Regions from separate parts of the Rattus norvegicus genome. Here region 1 is linked to region 2. The links are chromatin contacts, called in public Hi-C maps. All regions are on one chromosome and are shown on one strand. Each heading gives the region's core, a stretch centred on a gene start, on an enhancer-like site or on the middle of the called end of the contact. The rest is flanking DNA. Distances are from core to core; before and after follow the strand shown. Region 1 holds the start of Wdr18 (WD repeat domain 18). Region 2 overlaps Arhgap45 (Rho GTPase activating protein 45).

Region 1 (4,319 bases), core at 1,649-4,148, 75 kb before region 2:
CTGGGGCTTCTACTATATGGGGGATAAGTATGTTTGTGCCTCAGTTTCCCCTGACGTGGCTCCCTCAATCATTTGTTCGCTCTGCTTTCTCATAAGTCCGGCAACTGGGTGGTCTCAAACGCCCAAGCGTGGCTTTTGTTCTTTCCAGCTGACACAACTGGACTGTCTTCATTCCAGGAGCCGGGCTGGGGGCGGGCTGACCTCTAACCTCAGAGTCTGCCTGGCCACCCACCCCCAGGGAAGGAACGTGGCCAAGCCTCGAGGGCTGACCGGCTGCAGAAGAGCCTGTCTCAGCTGCTGGCCACCGGGCCCTGCCCAGCACCCCAGAATGGAGTCTGAGAGAGTTTACAGGTCACATAGGGATGTACCTGGGGCCAAAGCACAACAAACCAGCAGCCAGAGTTGGCAGTGGGCGGGGCGGGGGCGGGGCAAGGAACCACAGGTCTGGATTCCTACAAGGATTCACCAGCCATTCAGATTTGACAAGTGGAACTTGGCACCCAAGCTCAAACTCCCAAGTTGGCCTTTGGCTGAGGACCCAACCTGATCTTCCAAGGCCATCCATCCCCTATCTTTCTTTTTCTGATTTCTTTATTTAAATTCTGACATGGGGTTTCATGTATCCAGGCTAGCTTCAAGTGCACCAAGTAGCCCAGGATGACGCCAGACTCCTGATCCCAACCATGTTTCGCAACCATGCCTGTTTTCTGCAGTGCTGAAGATGAACCCATCAGGGCTTTCATGCTGCTAAGCCAACGTTCTACCCACTGCTCTACCCCCCATTTCTCTTTTTGTGATTAAATTAAATATGTATCTGTTTGTGTCGGGGTGCATTCACTTGCATGCAGGTCCCTCTGAGTGCCAAAGGTGTTGGGTCCCTGGAGCTGGAGTTACAGGTGATTGTGAACCATCCTGGAGTGGGTGCTGGGAACTGAACCCCCAGTACCCTGCAAGAACAGCAAGTGTTCTTACCCACTGAGCCTGCTCCCTGCTCGACAACCTCCCATTCCTCTCCTCATTCACACTTTAGCATTAAGGGTAGCTGCATCCCAGCTCTCAGGAAGTTGAGGCAGGAGTACCTGGTGGGCAACCTGAGCTTAAGTGTTGGGGGATGAATTGCTTCTCTCACATAATGAAGTGACACACAGGCTGTCACCACCAACGCTTTCAAATGCAGCTCCATATCCTCCATTCTGCCCCAGGACCTTTCGCTCTAACCCTGGACAGCACCTTGCTTCTGAGTTTCTTGCTTGTCAAAGTGGTTGCCTTCTCTTGAGAATCGCCTCCTAAGTCCTCCCCCTATCCCCGCAGCTCGCGCCTGCCATCTTGTGGCCACATTCGGTGGCACGCCTCACTCCAACTCATTTCCTCTCTTTCTGGCCTGGGGTCGCCGGGTCGCGGAGTCCAAATGTTTGCACCGGGCATGCATCCTTGCTCCCTCCACAGGCCCAACAGCTGCTGTTAGACCCAGCTCACAACCTCGCCCTGCTGTCCAGCCCTGTCGCACTGCCGCTGGCGCAGCGCTCTGGAGGCCACATTCCTGGCTGCAAGATTCCACACTTGCATGCAATCTCCGTTACTAACAACACATAGAAGGAGGGAGGGGGCACTTGGTTTTAGGCCTGACCTATGACAGCAGCTGTGACCTGAGGCTAAAGGTTGCTTGGCTAGAGATTGACTTGTTGGGTCTACAATGAGTGAACCAAATACAAATTTGAAATTTATGACTCAGAAGAGGAAAGGCCAAAGAGGAGGCGAATCAATAAAGGACGTGGGTCGATTGGTAAGAGTTAATCACCAATATGCCTCGGCCAAACATACATAGCGGCATGCTACACGCAGTAAGTAACGAACTTCATTTGATCTAAATAAAGTATAAAGGTCAGTGGTTTATATTTTTGCTATGAAACAAAGTTTAAGAAGTAAATTGGTCAGCTGGGTGGTGGTGGCCCAGACATTTAATCCCAGTACTCAGGAGGCAGATATAGGTGGATCTCTGAGTTCGAGACCAGCTTGGTCTACAGAGTGACTACCAGGACAACCGTGGCTACACAAAGAAACCCTGTCTCAAAAAACAAAAATATAACAAAAAAGAAAAGAAAAAGCCGGCTATGGTGACATAGATGTGTCATCTCGGCACGCAAGAAGCTGAGGCAGGAGGATTGATTGCCACGAGTTCGAGGGCCAGAGTGGCTCAAGTACAAAACAAAACACTTTAAAACTTTAGATCATTTGAGTCAAAACACCTAGCGCGTATTCAGTGAAAGCTCGCTGGCGGTGGAGGCTCAAGGCTTTAATCCCAACGCAAGAGAGACACTGTGTCGAGGAAAAAAAAAGAAAGAAAGAAAAAAGAAAAGAAAAAAAGACAAACCCTGCAAACAGATAGCAAGCGTATTTTCCTCTAAACAGAGCTAATATGCGCTGAGCCGCCAGGACCCCCAGGCTTCTACGCATGTGCAGGAATCCAGTTTTCCCCCCCCCTTTCCTCCGCCCCGCCCCGCCCCGCTCAGTCCTCCAAGAAGCTTGCGGGTGTTCTAAGCTGCGTGGCGCGTCTACCACTGCGCTGTTCGCGCATTGGCATGTACACTTGTCGTGCGGCTCCGCCCTCTCAACGCTGCTCTACCAGAGACCCTGAAACCCCGCGGCTAGCTCCACCCAAGAGCAGCGAACTTTGTACGCATGCGTATGTGAGCCACCTAAAGTGCATAAATGTCTCTCTAGGCCTCCTGGAGCCCGTAAGCACCAGACAATTAACTCCGCCTCCTCGGCTTGGTGAAACTACTGCGCATGCGTCGGCCTTCCAGCTCCCCCCGCTAGGAAGTACTAAGGCTAGTCGGCCAGGAGCCATCTTGACAGTCTCGCTAAGAATGATGGGATTCGGGGGCGGGGCTGGCAGGGCAAGATGGCGGCGCCCATGGAAGTGGTGGTGTGTACAGACTCCGCGGCACCGCTATGGAGCTGTATGGTGTGGGAGCTTCATTCGGGCGCCAACCTGCTCACCTATCGAGGCGGCCAAGCGGGGCCGCGAGGCCTGGCGCTACTCAATGGCGAGTACCTGCTGGCGGCACAGCAGGGCAAGAACTACATCTGCGCTTGGGAGCTGCAGCGCAAGGTGCGGGGCCTCAGCGTCCGCGGAGCAGCCGAGAGTACTCCGGCGCGCCAAGATTAGAGTTCCGGCGATCCTGGGGTGGTGTGTGATTCGGAAGTACTCGGAGGCCGAGGGTTTTTCCCCCCAGGGGCTTGGCGCTAAGGGGCCCGGGAGATTTCTTCGCGCATGCTCAGATGAAGATCTATGGCTTTTGCACACTTGCAGTGTAAGGGGCGCTAAGGGACGCAGAAGGGAAATGGGGTCCGTTAGAAGTCATGCTTTTGTATGGCATGGCAGACCAGAGATCTTGAGGAGCCACGGGAAGAGATAGAATGACGGCCCGTTCTTTTACCTTCGTAAAGAGTCGCGGATCTTAACCATCAGGACAGACTAAGGCCTGAGGTCTTTTTGGTTCTTAGTTTCTGGAACACAGAGCTTCCTTCTTGTCCAGTAGGATCCCTACTACTGAGCCCGGACCCTGCCCTCCCGGGGCTGGGGGTAGTTTCTAGGTACAGGTTTGCCGCGCCTCCAACCCTCACTTGGACAGTCTATCTACCCAACCTCTTTTCTTTTGCTCTCTGTACTTAAAACTTTTCCCTTCAGTTGCCTCCGCCCTGATACTCACATAGTTTTTCTTGTATTCTGTGTCCCTAGGACCAGCTTCAACAGAAAATCATGTGTCCTGGGCCTGTCACCTGTCTAACCACGGCACCTAACGGCTTGTATGTTCTGGCAGGAATTGCAGAGAGCATTTACCTGTGGGAGGTGAGAACAGCTTGTCACATGTATGTGTGACTTGGGATTGCTAAAGAGTAAAACTGGTCGGTGTCCTGTCAGCTGAGGTAGGCATGGAATCTTACCCATGACTTCTGAAACCAAAAATGCGACCGTGTCTGTAGGATCCTAATTGGTGACTGAGATGCAGCACAGTGCTCAGCCCACTGGTGGCCCTAGTGCTGTCGTGAGCAACTGAGAAAGAAACTTAGGAAGGGGCAGTGTTCTAACCTGTCTCCTCTTGGCAAAAACATTGACCAAAAACAGTGCAAGAGGAAGAGAACTTTTATTATGTACACTTGCAGTTTATATTGAGGGAATCAGGGCAGAAAGCAGGAAGTCAACATAGTAGTTAACATCCTCAGTAAGGAGCAAAGAGAAATGGTCCTGTGACTAACAACACTTGTTGCTCTTGCAGAGGACCTGGGTTCAATTCCCAGCAACCACATGATGGCTC
Region 2 (4,837 bases), core at 1,087-3,586:
CTGGAGGAAGGTCCCCAGAGCCACAGTGGCAGTGAGGAACAGCTGGAGAGTGAGGATGCAGCCCCAGGCCATCAGCTGTGTTCCTTCAACACCAACCAGTCCAACAACACCACACAAGCCTCTCTGCCCACCATGCGACTCCGAGATGGGCAGATCACAGGTGGCAGCGGTCGGAAGCGGCAGCCACAGTTTGTCTGAGCTGGGTGGTGATGTTGGGGACCATCAGCTCACTGCCAGCTACTCTTAAGGGTCACTATGGGCCCTTGACTTGTTTTGGGGGTTTTCTCACAATGCCGAGAAGCTTGAGGGAGCTCAGGGCACCCTGGCACCATGGACTCAGATGGATAGTGGTCCCAGGTGGACTTGCCTGGCCTTCGTGTGCCTGTGCCTGTGCCTGATGCAGCCGCCGAGTCCCATGATGCCTTCGTCTCTCCCACGGCCCCCATCAGTCTGGATGTGTCTGAGTGGGCACAGCACCAGGACAGGATGCTGTGTGGTGTGCAGTCCTGGCTCTGGCTTCAGGAATCTTGCAGGAGTCTGGGCATGGAAAGACAGGTGGGGGTACACAGTGGGTCTCTCCCAAGGAGCAGTGAAAGAGCTTTGCACGTGCACCCCCAATTTGCTTGAATAAACGTCACTGACTGGGCCACACCCCAATCCTGCTGCCTGCTTCTCATTCAGGGTCTCCTTTCGGAGCTCCTTATGTGGATCAGGCTGGCCTTGAACTCCCAGAGATCCACCTCCTTCAGCATCCCGGCCATTGGGATGAAAGGCGCGTGCCATGACCCAACTGCACAGTACTTGGGTAAAATTTATTTTGTGAATTTTGCCTTTTGCTTGTGGGTGTGTGAGTCATGTCCGTGCCATGCCTGCAGAGGCGAGCAGAGGGCTCAGATCCTGGACCTGTGCAAGAGCAGCCAGTGCTCTCGAGGGACTGGCCTATGCTTTACATATGTCTTCCTCGGTGTGGTTTCTGAGTCTGGTTCAAGCCAAGGCTCCGGAGGTGGCCCAGGCTGTGGGGACCACCCTGTGACAAGAACTCTGGGAAGGTATCAAGCCAGGCTGTCCTGAACACACACTGTGACCGTTTACTGTCACTCAGGGCAGAGCTCCTCAGAAGAGTGTACAAGTATGGTTTCGCTTTGTTGGCCTCGAACTTGCTGTGTGGCCAAAGACGACCTTGCATGACCAATGCTCCTGCCTGTACCACCAGATGGCTGCGATTACAGGCTTGTCCCTTCAAGCCGGTTTCTGTGGTCCTGGGGTGAACCATAGCTCCACACATGAGCCCAGGCTCAGGTACTTGCATTAGTTTTTTGGTTTAGTAGTTTAGGCTCTTGAGTTTGACCAGGGTTCCAGGTTCCTCTGTGATCTCCTGACCGTGTGATGCAGGGCTCTCTCTGTCTCTTAACCTTGTTTTTATTATGTGGTGTATGCTGTCCTTACAGACGCTGTCTCATCATGGACAGGTCAGAGGACAACTTGCAGTTCTCTACTTCCACTGTGTTGGTCCGGAGGATCAAATGTGGGTGGTCAGGCTGGCAGTGAGCCCTTTTACATGCTGAGCCCTCTTGCCGGCCTTGTCTTTAATGTCTTGAAGTCTAGCCTGTAGTCCGGGCTAACCTTGACTCACAGCATCTTCCAGGTTGAGCATCCCAGGTGTGGGGATGACAGCTGTCTACAGGCTAGACCCTGTCTCCCAACAGCATATTTTTAGTTTGTGGCTTTTGGAGACAGGGTCTCTCTACATAGCTTTGGCTGTCCTGGAATTCACTGTAGACCAGGCTGGCCTGTCTCTGCCTCCTGAGTGCTAGGATCAAAGGCATATCGCCACCATGCCAATATTTTGTGGATTTTGTTTTTGTAGTTCTGTGAAACGACCCATCCTGCAGAGCTTCAGCCTCAGGAGGGAAGCTCCTGCTACCCTCCTCAGCGCTGATCCTTGCACAACGGTGGCCCTGGGACACTACCCACATGAACTCAGTGTACAGCCCCTCAGAAGAAAGGCCACTTGCAGGCAGGGACTGAGGCCCCAACGAGTATTGTGCTTGCCTGACCTAAGGGAATCCCCAGGTCCTCAGAAACAAGGGGTAGAGCACGCCTGTTATTCCAGCACGGTGGACACGGGCAGGCAGGGGGCAGAGATCAGAAGCTCATGAACTGAAGACTACACAGAGACACTGGGAAGGAGAGGTCAGCTTCTTATCCCAGGACAGGAGTCAAAAGAATTCTCAGCTACTCTGGTATCAGCGAGAAGGGAAGGGGCCTTCCTTCCTGGGGCGGGGCTTCCTGATGAGGGGTCAGCCAGAAGCCTGCAGCAAACCACAGGCACAGATAAAATGCCTGAGGGTGACTCAGAGATGGTCTGGACAGACAGAGTTGCGGTCAGCACTTCAGGGACAGCCCTGATGTCGGTAAACAAGATATCTTGGCCCCAGGCCAGGACCCAGACATGAAGGTAGTCTGGACTTAGTTCTTCAAGAGAGGAACTATGGCAGGATTGGTTGCCGGCGAATGTGACGAATGCATGTTAACCGCCTGTACATAGGGATTTGGCTTTTTTTTTTCTAAAGTGTCCATTTTTATGCAGGGCCCTGGGTGGTCTGGAGCTCACAGAGCCCCTCCCAAGTGCTGAGATTAGATATGGCTCATGCACTGCCCCACTTCGGAATTGAAACAAGCCCTCCCCACACTGGGACAGACCCACTGAGCCACACCCTGATTCTGATTTACATTTATAAGAAGTCACGAGAAGTGGTATGCCCAATTCACAGTTGGTCAAACAGTATAGGTCACAAAAAGCCACCAAGGTGGTGCAGCTAGGAAAGTTAGCTATGCTGTGCTGGATGTGAAACCTAGGGCTTCCCACTGCTAGATGGGTGTTCAAGCCACGGCCACCCCCACCAAACTCCCCAAGTGACAGTGGGCTTCGTGGCTCTTCACTGTGACTTAATACAGGAGGCGAACTTGGGCCAAGCTTGCTTCAGGCTCTCAGCCTATGGTGACAAATAACAGAACTTTCAATGTCACCTGTCACCACTCTTCGTCTGCCCACACTGAAGCCGTGGAGGCACGAACTCCATCCCTCCCCTGCACCCTCAGGGGCCTCTGGGAGACTTCCAGACCCTTCTCAGTCTGGCAGGCTTCCACCAGGATGACTTTTCAGTGTCCCTCTGGAGAGCAGACAGAGGGAAGCCTCCGTGTTCTGCTGGGAAGTCCAGAAAACACTCATCTTGTGACCCGAGGCGCCCACAGCTCTACAGGAGGGGGAACAGAAATCAGCGGTCAGCAGTGTCTCAGGCTGCCTTTCAGGAGCCCACAGGGTTGCAGGACAATGGGTCAGTTGAACTGGAGTGTGGATGTGACCAATGTGTAAGAAAAAAACTGAGTGGGCTTAGTGGTGAAAAGCACTGACTGCTCTTCCAGATATCCTGAGTTCAATTCCCAGAATCCACAGAGGCTCCCAACCATCTGTTCACAACCACCTAGAATGGAATCTGATGCCCTCTTCTGGTGTATATGAAGATACATAAATACTGGGTTGGAGAGATGGTTCAGTGGAAGAGCACTGACTGCTCTTCCAGAGGTCATGAGTTCAAATCCTGGCAACCACGTGGTGGCTCACAACCACCTGTAATGAGACCTGATGCCCTCTTCTGTGTCTGAAGACAGCTACAGTGTGTATAATAAATCTTAAAAAAGAGAGAGAGATGGAGTTGGGTAGGTTCAGCTCCCAGCACCCATATGGTGGCCCACAACCGCCTGGAACTGAAGTTCCAGGGGATGTGAACGGCTGGCATGCTCAGAAACCCAAATCACAAAAGGTAGACAACTGGGCGTGGTGGAGCAGAGGCAGTTCCAACCCACACAGGCCTGGCTCTTGTCTCCATAAGACATGTGGAAGTGGGTGGGAGCCATATTGAACATCCGATCCCAGCTTCCTATGAGCAGCTCATAGGGGAGGTAGAAGGTACCCAGGAAGCTCCCTGGCTGACAGCCTGGGGTATAGGCTATCCTCACCACACATAAGCAGGCAGGCAAAAACAAATGTTTCTAACCTAGCTGTGGTAGCGCACACCTTTCAGCTCAGCACACAAGAGGCTGAGGCAGGGACTCAGGGCAGCCTGGGTTACACATACAGGGAGACCCTGTCCCAAAATGGAGTCATTTGAGTTCAACACATGAACCACACACTCCACTCCTGGTGTGTGCCGGACACAGCAACTACAGGGACAATGAGCCCAGTGTCACGCAGCCATCAACAAGCATGAGGCTCCAACAGCAGCCAGTGTGGCGAAACCCTAAGGACAACCAGCTCTGTGAGACCCAAAGGCAACAGTGTGGGAGAAAGGCAGGAAACATGAAGGACAGGATGCGGGAACAAGGAATGAACTCCTGGATGCTGCAGAGGTAGGGCTGGCCGGCCGGCCGAGGCCACTAACATGGCTGACACACTCCTGGAGTCAAGACTGCTGCAGGACCTCAGGAACCTGGCCAGCACTACTGAGCTGGGGAGGATGGGGTCACTGCCTGTGGCCAGGTGCTGCTTGAAGCAACAGCAGGTACCCGGGGGACAGCACAGAGGAGCCAGCCAGCCTGACACAGGCCGAGACATGACCTTGTCACCTCGGCACTGAGGTGAGCAGAAGAACATGGACCCCAGCTACCCTGGAAGCTGGAGGCCCACCATACTGCCCTGTCTCAAGTCTCAGAGTGGAGAGAAGGGCAGGGTGACCCAGGGGCCTGGCGATTGTGTGGCACAAGTTCTTCCAGCCTCACGAGCAACGAGGCTGCTATATGGTAACGGACGCAAAGCTCAGAGTCCACCCCAAGCCAG

Evidence for each region. A called contact is a pair of places that touch in the nucleus more often than the background predicts.
Region 1: a contact with region 2 is called in a Hi-C map of Schwann cells, with 4 times the contacts expected there. The contact joins the promoter of Wdr18 here to the enhancer-like site in region 2.

Annotation. Positions count from the first base shown.
Region 1 is chr7:10,397,254-10,401,572 of GRCr8, reverse strand. It overlaps Wdr18 (WD repeat domain 18), which reads left to right and starts at 2,898. Exons shown (of 10, transcript NM_001039027.1): 1 at 2,898-3,112; 2 at 3,743-3,853. The coding sequence starts at 2,903.
Region 2 is chr7:10,321,335-10,326,171 of GRCr8, reverse strand. It overlaps Arhgap45 (Rho GTPase activating protein 45), which reads left to right. Exons shown (of 23, transcript NM_001108067.1): 23 at 1-633. The coding sequence ends at 198. Among named protein-coding and RNA genes, the nearest start is that of Polr2e, 6.4 kb to the right of the region's middle. Within about 2 kb of position 2,336, at least 42 of the 93 cell types and tissues checked have an H3K27ac peak or open chromatin away from gene starts, as enhancers often do. A contact at or near this core is called in Schwann cells, where this site is marked.